Linked DNA regions of Hordeum vulgare: region 1 is linked to region 2. Evidence: chromatin contacts called from public Hi-C data. All regions are on one chromosome and are shown on one strand. Each heading gives the region's core, a stretch centred on a gene start, on an enhancer-like site or on the middle of the called end of the contact. The rest is flanking DNA. Distances are from core to core; before and after follow the strand shown.

Region 1 (7,267 bases), core at 1,551-4,050, 590 kb after region 2:
CCTTACATTCAAATGGATTTTAAATATGTTACCAGCTATACAAGCCAAACAGCAGTAGGTGTACGGCATACAAACACTTCAATACATTTTTTATTATATATTTCTGCCAATTTAGAATTGCAGTAATACTGAGGAAACACAGCAGTACAGCACAATAGAATTTCACAAATGTAAAACCCAAAAAACGGAATAAAACATAGTTTACATCCAAATGGGTGCTTAATGCAATGCTGTTTAGGGCTTTAGGCTACTTCATAAGTGTTATTTAGTAGTGTGTGCATACAAAATTCCAGCAAATATCATGGATATATGATATATCATGTTCTAGCAAATATCAAACATATATGATGTATCTGTCAAAAACAAAAGCAACTCCCTGTCTTGCAAAAGGAAGTGCAGTATTTGTGCCATTTTGTTTGGTACTCCCTCTGTAAACTAATATAAGAGTGTCTAGATTACTAAAGTAGTGTTCTAAATGGTCTTATATTAGTTTATGGAGGAAGTACTTTGTAACAAGAGATCACATATATTTTCAAATTTCATTTCAAAGGAACTATTTGGTTCAGTCCTCACACCAATAATGTTCCACGAATTATGCCTAAGCAAATTTCCTATTTTCTTGTAATTTGGAAGATCTTTATTTATCCATTTATGTTTAAGGAAGTACGATATTTCATTTGCCGTTCACCTTATGTTGATTTGTGTGAAACTTGAAAATGCGAAGCCTCGGTCACCATCACACAGGACAATACCCATAAAAGAAAAACTAATTCATCTTGAAATTATGGAACTATATTTTGATTAGTACAAACTTTCGTTCCTGCATGCACTGAGCCAAGACATGCCAGACCTAGGTCAAAAATCTGTTTCATTGTAGGCTAAGGGACAACTCAGATGAGTAAGGTACACATCATATTCCTGGGGAGATAATCTTGACAGAGCTACCATGGTGGAAGACCAGGCAACATCTGGCAACCACGGGATCAGATGTATTTATCTTCATGGTCCCAAATCAAACCAAAAGCAAGGCAAAATTAACTACAGAAACCATCAAAAAGAAACTGACAAGATGCTATGCATAGATCTTAAAGAAACAGAAATAAACAATGAAGCCCAATAGTTATTCCACAAGGCACCACCCATGATCTCTACTTGTATGAATAGAATGGAGTGAATCAGACCAAAGTATATGTAACATTCACAGAGGCCTAGACCAGCTTCTCGGCACAACTAAAAAAAGCTGCACCATGAGTACCCATGTAAAAGCCTCATCATAAGTACCTGTCACATTTCATCATTTTCATCTCCATTCTACTATACATAAATAGCTAGGGCAAGAACAAACCATCATGTTTAGACAGGCAGCAATCCTGAGGACTGAGTTTGCAGACCTAGACCATGCACCATGATGTGTAGGCATGCAAAAATGTCCCACAAAACAGATACAGAAAAAGAACTTCAAATTGAATATGTACTGCTAAAAATGCAGGAAATTCTAGCGTTCTAGGGTGTCATTGACGAACAACAAAAGCTTGTTTCTAATATATCAAACAACGTGGTTGACAAATATAATAGTGCTGTTAGAATAAAAACACTCGTTATAAGCAGTTGAAAACAGCCAGAATAGTTCATCATTTAGATGGCTATTGTCTCATAAACATAACCTAACACAGCTAGGAACTGGAATATATCAACTTGTGAGCAACGTGATACAGAGTGTTTTCATCACATGTACTCCCTCCGTTCCTAAATATAAGTCTTTTAAGCGATTTCACTAGATGTCTACATACGGAATAAAATGATTGAATGTACACTTTAAAGTATGTCTATATACATCCGTATGTAGTCCACTAGTGAAATCTCTACAAAGACTTATATTTAGGAACGGAGGGAGTATGTCCTAAAGCAATTGCACACTACTTACCGTTACCAAGGCCCTCCTTGTTCTTCATCACAAATTTCAACATAAACTCATCCGTGGGAAGATTCTCATCGCTGAAGTAGTACTCCACCTGCAAAATTGAAGCATTTTTCTTTCTAATAAGCACGCATTTAGAATATAATTTATGCTTGCACGAACGCAGGATTAAGATTCTTGCGACACGAACTAGAGGTGCTAACTAAATACAGCACACGACAATCAGCACTCTCATGCGAACCAAACATCAAGAACCGGACTGCCATCGGTGTACCTGCTTAACGATCTTGTCGCGGAGCTCGTCCGTAAGCACGACACCAGTGGTGAGTACGTCGGAGGCCTCCAAAGAGGCGTCGGTACCAGGGAGGATAAGGGGATCGTCCCCCGCCTCAAGAGGTGGCGACGGCACCACAACACCGGTGCCAACATTGGTGGCCTCCAGAGAAGCGGTCTCGGAAGTGCCGAGCACGATGAGGGGATCCTCCTCCGCCTCAAGAGACAGCGACGGCGGCTGCAGGAGCACTACACCACCGGCGCCAACCTCGGAGGCCTCTGAAGAAGCGGGTTCGACGGTGTCGGGGACGACAACCGGGTCGTCTTCCATCTTAAGAAGGGACGAAGTAGAAAGCAGGGGCGCGACACCATGGGCGCCGACCTTGGAGGCCTCCGACGAAGCGGCATCGGCGGCGTCGGGGACGACGACGGGGTCGTCCTCCGCCTCCATATCCAGACGCGGAGGTGGCTGCGGCGGGGATTTGGGTGCGACGGCGACGGGGTGTGGAGCCTGGCCGTCCATACCGGAGGGGATCAGGGGAGCCGAGTCGCCCGCCGACCGGTCGCCGCCGCTCGAGGTCGCTGGCGGCTGCGGGGCGGCTGCGACTGCGGGCTCGAGATTGAGCTCGGGTGGGGATTTGGGCTATATACGGCTCGACCGGTGAGAAACGGCCCGCTGGACAAGTAAAACTGGGCCAAAATGTGGCGTTCGTTTTATTTTTGAAAAATAAAAAGAATATCTGGTGCACTAGGCGGTTGTGGTGCTAACGGTGCACCGAACCCATGTTACATATTTTAAAATGTTCAAAAACTTATGAAAACTTTTTATCACATTGGCATAATATTAATGTAGGTTGTCATAAAATTTCAAGTCAAAATCCGGAACATAGCATATAACATAAATTAAACTTTAAATTTGGCTCATTATCACATTAATGTAAAAAAATATCTCAAGAAATTTTATGACAGCATACATTGATATTGTGTCAATGTTTTAGATTTTTTTAGATTTTTAAATATGGTCTATGGCACCCGGTGCATCGGTAGCACCACAAGTGTGGGTGCATCAAACACATTTCCCATGTCGGCCAGCCTATTTGGGGAGTGAATTCGGATTTCCTACTCCCCATGGTACACGGTGGAATACCGCGGGAGCCATGCTTGCTTATTGCAAGACTTAAATAGTGGTTATTTGGATACCTTGTTTGTAGGGAACTCGTTTGACAAAAACTGAATTCATCTCGATTTTAAACTCTGTTTAGATATTGTAACTAATCTACGGATTATTAAAACTAGTTTAGCATATAGGCACAACTTCGTGCTTTTGGAGAATCGACTATGACTTGTTAGGTAATCTACATCACCCACAAAAGAGTCCTAGTGGGTGCGAGAAAATCCGTTTGCTAGCATAATCAGGAGGCCTGGCTAGCACGTGCACGGACCTTAAAGCGACCTAGATCCTATCTCTCTAGTAACGCTTGAATCAGTTGTTTCCAGCGAGTCAGACTCAGTTGGGCGCAAAAGTGGGGCACGATGTGGAGAGCGGTGCACGGAAAATCTGGGCAAAGATGGCGGGAGAGGGAAATCCCCTAGGACGGAATGGAGCGAAATATAGCAACACCCCCAATGTACTTGGTAACTTTTAGCGCTAGGACAAACTGAGAATCAGTTCTTGCCTTGCTCGACCGCGGTGACTCTTAGATCTGCAGAATTAGCGATGGCAGTGTTGTGATGAGTCCAAAATGTATGATATTTTATGGTTATTTTGTGCCTACACTGTAGCCCTTGTGGAATCTTACCACATCCATGCACTGCTTTTTGTCGGTTCTCCCATGATATGTCTTTTGAAGAAAATAAAGTACTATGAAACAAATTCCATAAAAATATGGTGGAATCACGTCAATCAATGTGATTATCACCTACCATAAAAAAATAAAAACATTGGATGCATGATGAGTGATATTTTTACACTCATTTCAATCATGTTTAAATCGAGATATTTCAATAAAAAGGAATATTCGCTCTGATATTGCCACTAATGACTAATGAATGCAAAGGATTCCACAAATCCTCTCTTTGATATCTTTCCACATGAAATGGGCTAAAAAGGGAAGAAATCACATGGGAAATAAGTCGTCGGGAGGCGCCAGGAGGCCACTAGAGCCAAAGACGGTGTTCCATGCGAGCCACATGCTCGCATGAGCGGTCATTTGGCGTGAAAACCGACGAGGTCGTCCACCTAAACAACTTTTATAAAGGGGGGCCCAGTCGAAATGCCAACAGAACGAGCAGTAGGAGCGCGACGAGCACAGGCAAAACATCATCATCATCTCCATCCACAAACCTTAGCTGCCGCCACTTTCATTTCCATAGCCATCTCCACCACCATAGTGCTCTGTCATCTAGTTCATACTTGTAACTTTGCATCGGACAAGGCATCCATTGTAAGACATATTGCAATCAATTAATCCCAAGATGTGTTCTTTAATTATTTCTTCTCGCGATCCGATCTCCGTGTGTGAGTAGTCTCGTAAGGTATGGGGTGAGGCATGAGCCTTGCAACCCTAGGTATTTGGTGAAGGGGTCGATGGAAGTATTTAAGAAGTATTTAACATAACGTTTTGTATGTGTTAAATAAAATTGTTTCGAGAAGTGTCTCTTGTCTTGTTCGCGATCTTCATCCTTGCAGGTACCCGGAATCATGGAGATCGAGCACCAGTGAGGCTAGGAGCAAGGGGACCATGAAGTGTTATACCGACCACCGGTGACGGTAAGGTTTAGTAAGGTAACATGGATCATAAACTTGGTATTCATGAGATGTAGTCATTAAACATCCAATGCTTGTGTCTGGTATTAGTATCTTAATTATTGGGGCAACCTCGCGAGATGGATAGGGCCTTTGGTAGGACAACTGATTCTTGATGCACGGCTCAAGCCGGTTAAGATATACTTTGGACACATCCCCCACTACGGTACGAAGCAAGTACCTCTTGATGGGTGACTCCCCGAGCACAAACTAATATCATTTTTTTCATCCCAACACCAATACATGGTTTTAAGCATTAAGATCTCATCCCCGTACCTGATATGTCTCCAACGTATCTATAATTTTGTATTGTTCTATGTTGTTATGTTACCATTCTTGGATGTTTTATAATCATATTATAGCAATTTTATATTATTTTTTGGGACTAATCTATTGACATAGTGCCTAGTGACAGTTGTTGTTTTTTGTTGTTTTTTCCTTGATAGAAAATCCATATCACATGAGGTCCAATTGCCACAAAACTATTTGGATATTTTTTTGGACCAGAAGGAAACTTGGGGGCCAAGATTGAGCAGCAGCCAAGGCCCACGAGGCCACTAAGACACCATGGCGCGCCAGAGGTCCCTAGCATGGCATGGTGTCTAGTGGGGCCCTTTGAAAGCTTCTGCACCGTATGTGAGCTCTATAAATACCCCCAATATTCCAGAAACCCTAGAGGAGACAACAAAAAATCGTTTCAGTCGCTGCAAGTTCCAGAGCCACGAAAACCAATCTAGAGCCTTTTCCAGAGAAGAACACGATCATGGAGGGGTTCACCATCTTCATTGGTGCTCCTCCCATGATGCGTGAGTGGTTCATATCAGACCTACGGGTCCGTAGGCAGTAGCTAGATGGCTTTCTCTCTTGTTTTGTTTCTCAATACAATGGTCTCTTGGAGATCAATGTGATGTAACTCTTTCTTTCGCGGTGTGCTTGTTGGGATCCGATGAATTGTGAGTTTATGATCAGATCTATGAAAACATATGCATGACTGATTATTATAGGCACGTATTTCTTCTCAGATATTTGGTGTTTGTCTGGCCAACTTGATCTTTTATCTTGCAATGGGAAGAGGTGCTTTGTGATGGGTTCGATCTTGCGGTGCTCAATCTTAGTGACAGAAAGAGACATGGCATGCATGTAACGTTGCCATTAAGGATAAAATGATGGGGTCTATTCCTACATGAATAGATCTTGTCTACATCATGTCATCATTCTTAAGGTATTACTCCGTTTCTCCATAAACTCAATACACTAGATGCATGCTGGATAGCGGTCGATGTGTGGAGTAATAGAAGTAGATGCAGGCAGAAGTCGGTCTACTTATTTTGGACGTGATGCATATATACATGATCATTGTCTTAAATATCATCATAATTATTTGCTTTTCTACCAATTTCCCAACAGTAATTTGTCTACGCATCGCTTACTATTTTCTTGAGAGAATCCACTAGTGAAACCTATGGCCCCCGGGTCTACTTCACATCATATATTTGCAATCTCTACTTTGCTATTTGTTGTTCTACTTTATTTGCTCTTTTGTTCTCAGATCTATATTATCAAAAAACCCAAAAATTCCTTGTTGCGTTCTATTTGCTATCATTCTTATTTGCATCTATCAATCTATCATTACTTTACCCACGAGGGATTGACAACCCCCTACACGTTGGATTGCGAGGATTTGCTATTTGTCTGCACATGTTGCTTACATAGTCTTGTGGATCTTCCGACCGGATTGATACATTGGTTTTTTAACTGAGGGAAATATTTTTCGTCGTTGTGCTACATCACCCTTTAAGCTTGGAGGGAGACCAACGCACTCGCGAGGACCATCAGTACCTTCTTTTTATTATGAGTGTTGAATCACAATTTGCTTGTTGATCCGGTCAGAAGATTGATTGAGACTTTGGAAAAGAGATTTCTAGAGACCATTGCTTCAACGGAGTCTTCCTCTCATGGGTTCGATACCCAAGGGTCACCCCTGAGGAAATAGGTGTGGGATATCCTTTCTTGTTCCAATACCGGATCAATAAAAAGGATATATCAATGCATTTGGAACCTGTGCGACATCTCCGGGGCGCAAGACGACCATCCATACGAGTGCAGGCACTCATATGTGCGGTCGTATGGGGTGCTCACAAGTCACAAAAGTTCGGTAATGACCCTATTCAAGGAAGTTAACATTGACATGTTTACTTTGGCCCTTTTGCGACATGGCAATGAATGGGCACCTTGAATAAGAGATCGTATGCGGGTTCCACATGGAGTAC
Region 2 (6,473 bases), core at 1,270-3,769:
TCCGAAGACTCCTACCGCCTAGGAGTCTCCAACCTCCAAGAGTAACAAGATCACGGGGATTGCTCAAAACTTGCTCAAATCACAAATCGCTTTGGTGGAGAGGAGGAGAAGGAGACGATCTATCTTTTGATTGGAACAACACTCAAAGGGGCTCACAAATGCTCTTGGGATCTAAGATTGGGTGTAGGCAAGAGTGAGTGAGGAAGAAGGTGTTCTTGTAAGTGTTCTTGCTGTGTTGGACCCCCTCTCACGAAGTGGGAGGGGGTATATATAGTGGGGAGACTAAAATAACCGTTGGGGTCACTTAAGTCTGACAGTGCTCGGACGTCTGACGGTTTCCGGACGTCCGACAGGCGTCGGACGACCGAAGGAGTGTTCATATCAGTTTGCCACTGTGTAGTCGAACAGGGACCAGACGTCCGAAGAGAAGGTCGGATGTCCGAGAGTTCAGCACTGTTCAAGAGCACCGGATTTCCGAAAGTGGTCGGACGTCCGGCCCTCGGACGACAGGGGGAGGCCGGAAGTCCGAGTTATTTGATTCTGGTGCAAGGTTCCGGTTTTCCGAAGTGGTCGGGCGTCCGGCCCTCGGACGTCCGGGGGGAGCCGGATGTTCGAGACTTTGGCTCTGGTATAGGGTTCCGGATTTCCGAAGTGGTCGGGCATCCGCCCTCGGACGTCCGGAGGAAGCCGGATGTCCGAGGCATTGGTTCTGTTTTGAGATCAAAGCAGAGCAGTGGAGATGTGGTATGAGCAGAAAAGTAGAGATGTAGTTTGAGCAAGTTCATCGCAAAACCCGTGATCCCCTCTTAATAGTGCGGGATCCCTATACTCAAGAATAGTAAATTAAAGGATAGGCTACATCATCTTTTCTCCATCCCGAGCCTTCTTGACATATAAGTCCCGATCTTCTCAAGCCACCTTGGCACATAATTCTCGATCTACTAAGAGTACTTTAAAAGCCATCCTGAGATACACTCAACAAATAAGATTAGTTTCCTATGTATGTGTTGTCATTAACACCAAAACTCGATTAAGGGCATGACTGCACTTTCAGTGGGCCCAACGGCCCACCGGGCCTTGATCTATGCGCCCTGATCGGGGGCGCCCAACCCATTATGGTTGGTGGGCCCCTGTGACCCGCGCTATATAAAGGACGGTGGAGTGTCGGGGCACGAACTACGAGATTCGCCGTCGTCACACCCCTACCGACATACCTATCCGATCTAGGTTAAGCACGGTGCTCACAGGAAGCTCCACCCACGCCTAACCCTCTTTCTCCATCACCGCCGTCGCCACCACACCGATGGAGAACGGTGGGAGCTCATCCGGCTCAGGACAAGGTAAAGTAGAGGATTTGTACCGGATCTATCTATGCCTAGTAGATCCAAGTTCTATCAAAGCCCTATAAACCGAAAAGGAGGGAGTATCTCATCTTTTAACACGCCTTGAAAAAGGTAAACGACGTTTGAGGACGCCGACGTCGTCACCGCCTCACCGGCATCGTCTCTAGTCGACTTCACAGCTTTATCCTAGACCCGCGCACGACCGCCCAACCAAACCCTCAGAATGGTTCGGCCTAGCCAATGGCCCTTCTGTCCCAACCGGCCTGCACAACCCAGACATTTCCTGTCACAGCACAACGGTTGGTTCTCAATTAGAAGCAAGTACATCGAGGTCAGTGAAGAATGAAGATCACTCAATCAGCACATCTCAACTCAAACATGTGTTTACTTGTTCTTGTTGCTGTTTTAAACATGTCATCAGCACGGAGGTCGGTCCTGCCTTTCGTTTGCGAGATCAGAGATACGCAGCATATAACATCCTTGCAGACATAGCAAGGGGTTACGTCTGTCAAGAAGTCACTGGGCTAACATTTTGGAGATGTTATTAACAAAGAGGAAGGGTATAAGGTGTCGTGATAAAGAGAGGGCAGAAGATTCCCGCGTAACATGGAAGCAGAATTAGACGCGGTGAGATCTCTGATCCCGAGGATTTGCGAACATGCTCCTTCTCTGACCAAATGATACGCGCGCACGCAGCTTTCTTTCCGGTGCAAACCAACCTGACAGCAGGCTGACACGCTTTCCCGCCTGTTCCTTTTCCGTCCATTCCAAATGTCTGACACGATCGAACCATGCCATCGGAGTCCGAAACTACTGACGAACGAGAAGAATGTCCATCTCCCTCTCGTAATCGTTATCGTAATCAGGCAAACACAATCAGCAGCTGCATGCCCGTTAATTCAAGGCGCACACGCAGCAGATCAGATCTACTCGTAGCTGCTGCAGCTGACACCCGGCCCGTTTTAGGCGACAACGACGGCTACTTGCAGCTCTCGCCATAGATACACAGGCAGCGAGCTAGCAAGTGTGAGGTAATGATGGGGAGAATGAGATCCATGGACGGACGGACGGACGGACGGATAGATCGATCGACAGCGGCACGTGGACGGGGATTCCTGCCCACCTACTAAAAACCGGCTCGCTTAAAACCGTTCATCCCCACCATCCATCCATCCATCCTTCCCGCGCGCATGCACCACCCCTCCGGCCAAGCTAGCTGGCTCAGGCTGTCCTCATGTTCCAAAAGTCTCGTCCCATGTGACTCCCCGATTCCAATTCCCATCAATCTCCACTCCATCCCCCATCAGCCCATCTCACCTCACCCAAGCAAGCAAAGTGTAGTAGCGAGCGGCGGCCACTCTCTCGATCTATGCCTCGTCTGCTACTTATAAAACAAAGCTCTACGCGCGCCGGCACATCGATCGCATTACGCAGCTCGCTGGTTGGTTACGTTGAGCGGCTAGCTAGCCTTGCCGGAGCTAGCTAGGAGCTACTAGCTGTTGCGCATTGCCGGGCCAGCTCGTCCGCTCTCGACCGTACGTAATGGCGCAGCTCCCGCCCAAGATCCCGATGGCTGCCGGGGCGCACCACTGGCCCGGCGCCGGAGCCGGCGTGGAGCACCACGGCCACGGGCCCGCCGTGGTGTGGGCGGACGAGTTCGCCGAGTTCGCGGCGGCGCGCCGGGGCGCGCACCGCAGGTCGCTGAGCGACTCGGTGGCCTTCGTGGAGATGGCTCCCGGGGGCTGCGGCGGGGCCGGCGACTTCGACAGGCTGGACGACGACCAGCTCATGTCCATGTTCCCCGACGAGGGCGGGTCGACGGCCCCCGGGTCGGAGAACGGCACCAGCGACAGCGACGGCAAGGAGCGGTACGACGACGGGCAGAACGACGATGCTAACCCGGAGGAGCCTGGTGGGCCGGGGCAAGCCACGCCGACCTCGTCCACGGAGACGATCCGCGACCCCAAGAGGGTCAAGAGGTGCGCGCGCAATGCCAATGCCAATGCCGATGCCGATGCATGGATGAGATTCCTTGGTTGATGCATGTGTTGATTATCGACCGAATTATGTGTTTCCAGGATACTGGCTAACCGCCAGTCGGCTCAGAGATCTCGGGTGAGGAAGCTGCAGTACATCTCCGAGCTCGAGCGGTGCGTCACAACGCTGCAGGTACATATATACTCACCTGCTGCTAGTGCTATCTAGGAGTAATTGCTTCACTAAGAACAGTCTAATGGGGCGATCTAGTGCTACTCAATTCTAGTTAGCTAGTCTATAAACAGATCTCAATTCTAGGGACGATACTTAAAAAGCTGACGATACGTACGCCACTCACTGTGCTCCATGCATGCCTCCGACCTCTTGTCGCCCAAAAAGCAGAGTAGAAAACTGAGTAGCAGACTAGCAGTAGATCATAGACATACACTACATAATGCTAAGGAAATCCCGGACACACCACGCATAAGCACAATTTCGGCATGCGTCAGCTCATATATACACGCTCTTTGTCATGCATGCATGCATGCATGCCCAAGAGCTAACGCACACTCGGCCTTGCGTGGTTTTGCATCACAAAATGGGCACGTCAGGCTGTCAGGGCGATTGTATATGTAACGTACGTACCCATCAATTTGGTGTACGCGCGGCATGCCACGACGCACGCCATATACCCGATGTTTTGGGCCGTGCGCACGCAAGACGCAATGACACAACAAACGTATCAATCGCCGCGTGCACTAGACTAGAGGGTTAGATTAGATCGATGCATGGTGCAGGCAGGCAGGCAGCACGCAAGCTAGCAAGATGATGTTGGTGTGAGAAGCCATTACCCATGTGAGGTGGGGAGGGATGATGAATGAGAGAGACCGATGAGTAGAGGGCTCCCCTCTCGTGCGTACGCACAGCGACGTACGGTACCCACCTACCTACCTACCAAGGGCGCGTGATCCAAATGCACATGGCGCTGCGTGGTCGCATCTCGTGTGGAGTGGCGGTCCCTCTCCCGCTCCAATTACACGGCCAGTGAGTGGTACGGCACATGCAGACGCGGCCGCCTCCCGGCCCCACCTAGTAGTGACTGGTGACACATCTGTTTATTATTGTCTTAAGCAATGATGTGAGCCTCAGTGCACTGCTACTAGCATTTAACAACCGTACCGTGGCCACTTGCATGCGGCGCACGTCAAAGGGCATATGCTGCTTGTGTCTTGTGCGTGTATGTGTGTATTCTGTCACAAGCTGAGTGCACATGGAGACGTCACAGAATTAAAGGGAAAAGGAGGATGTTTCGGGGGCAAACCCAGGAGTTAACCTTACAAGTCATCAGTCAAAATTTATACTCCCTCCGTTCTTAAATATAAGACCTTTTAGATATTGCATTATGAACTACATACAGATGTACGTAGACATATTTTATAATGTAGATTCATTTATTTTGCTTCATATGTAGTCTGCTAGTGTAATTTTCTAAAAGGTCTTATATTTTAGAACGGAGGGAGTAGCAATTGACTAGCGGCATGTGAATTAACCTGACTTGATGGTGTGGTTTGGTCCGCAGAACGAGGTGTCCGTGCTGTCTCCTCGGGTGGCCTTCCTGGATCAGCAGCGGACGATCCTCACCGTCGGCAACAGCCACCTCAAGCAGCGGATCGCGGCTCTGGCGCAGGACAAGCTTTTCAAGGACGGTGAGTGCTCCTACCTCCTGCTCCGTCAGAAAATTCACCAAAGTCATGACTCGTGACTGAGGAATTAACCAAAGTCGTCTTGACCTGCAGCTCATCAGGAGGCGCTCAAGGAGGAGATCGAGAGGCTGCGGCAGGTGTACCAGCAGCAGAACCTCAGGATGTCGTCCGGCGCGGGCGCGGCCTCCGACCACGGCGGGCCGCCACCTGTGCGCGCGGAGAAGGAGCTCATGAGCTAGCCGAGCGATCATGGCATGCCCCTTCCGCCACGCCGCCGCAGCATCATTGACCTGTGAGCGGGAGGGAAACATGGCATCAATGCATGAATGAAACCGTCCATGCCTTTTTTCTTGTTCTTGTTCTTGTTTTTTTTTTTTTTTACCCATTGACCTGTATCATTTTTTGCATACCGATTTCGTTTTTTTTTACTGTGAAGGAAAAAAAAAACAAAGTGTAGCTTCGTTGTAAATTTTGTGTGTAGCATTGCATCCTGTGTACGTAGACTGTTTTCGGTTTAGTTTTGGAGCCGTCGTTTTTTAGGAAAGTTTTTCTTTTTTTGGAAACCACATAAGCACAACTCTTGCTTTGTATCCTCGTACTGATTTTAGCGGAATTGCTCTATGTATTGTTCTGAATCGTTTGTTTCCCGGTAAATGTATGTGTGTCCATAGGGCTTATGCTTCTTTTTGTAGCTTTATCTTGTTGTTATGATGCTTCACTTAACTTTGTACTTCCTTCGTTGCAGAACATAAGATGCATCAGTTTTTGTGAAAGTCGCACGTTTATATGTTTGATCAAGATTATAAAGTTAAATAAAATAGCAATATAGGCAATACTTAATAGATAAAGTATGAAAATAATCAAATAATATGGATTTCCTATTGTAGTTGTTGATATATGTTTTTCTATAAACTTGGTCAAAATGCACAAGTTTGAATTCGGGAAAAACTAATACTTGTTATATTTTAGAATAGATGGAATACTCTATTTTTAACCTCTTCCATGTGGTTGGAGGTGCAATAAATCAGATTCTGCATTTCTGCTGCACCACTTCATCTGCAAGATCGATGCGTCGTTTGTTCCATGTTTCTTAAGTTTTGAACATGGCCCACTTCTAGTGTAAAAACGGGTTACACCCTATTTTAGGGCAGCAGCTGGAGATGAATGTTTTTAATGCTTTAAAAACAATTTTTGTTGTTTTAATTTTTGCTCCAAATAGTTTTTGGTGCCCTATTATAGGGCAGCTATTCGAGATGCTCTAAAGGAACATCATAGATTCATGGTCAAGAGATCGAGAGTAGAAAACACGCGTGCATGCGGGGGTGGGGGGGGGTACTTTGTTTGTGTTTCTCTTGCGAAAGGTAGGGCGAGACCTTGGCGCTGCCGTCGGTTGCAGGGATCTCCCTTCCTCCTCCACTGGTGGGTTGTGGTGTGGGCATCATGCTCTGAC

Evidence for each region. Hi-C and Micro-C count contacts between places; a contact is called where the count stands out from the background.
Region 1: a Hi-C map of seedling shows a contact between it and region 2, with 2.6 times the contacts expected there. The contact joins the promoter of LOC123444440 here to the promoter of LOC123440266 in region 2. A contact is called at or near these places in 2 of 6 Hi-C or Micro-C datasets (leaf and seedling) and 1 of 1 datasets of contacts at active chromatin or transcription factors (embryo).

The regions. Positions count from the first base shown.
Region 1 is chr3H:492,180,037-492,187,303 of MorexV3_pseudomolecules_assembly, forward strand. It overlaps LOC123444440 (la-related protein 6A-like), which reads right to left and starts at 2,801. Exons shown (of 11, transcript XR_006631000.1): 1 at 2,193-2,801; 2 at 1,925-2,012.
Region 2 is chr3H:491,586,789-491,593,261 of MorexV3_pseudomolecules_assembly, forward strand. LOC123440266 (basic leucine zipper 6-like) reads left to right here and starts at 2,520. Exons shown (of 4, transcript XM_045116842.1): 1 at 2,520-3,322; 2 at 3,422-3,512; 3 at 4,900-5,026; 4 at 5,117-5,706. The coding sequence starts at 2,886. The coding sequence ends at 5,262.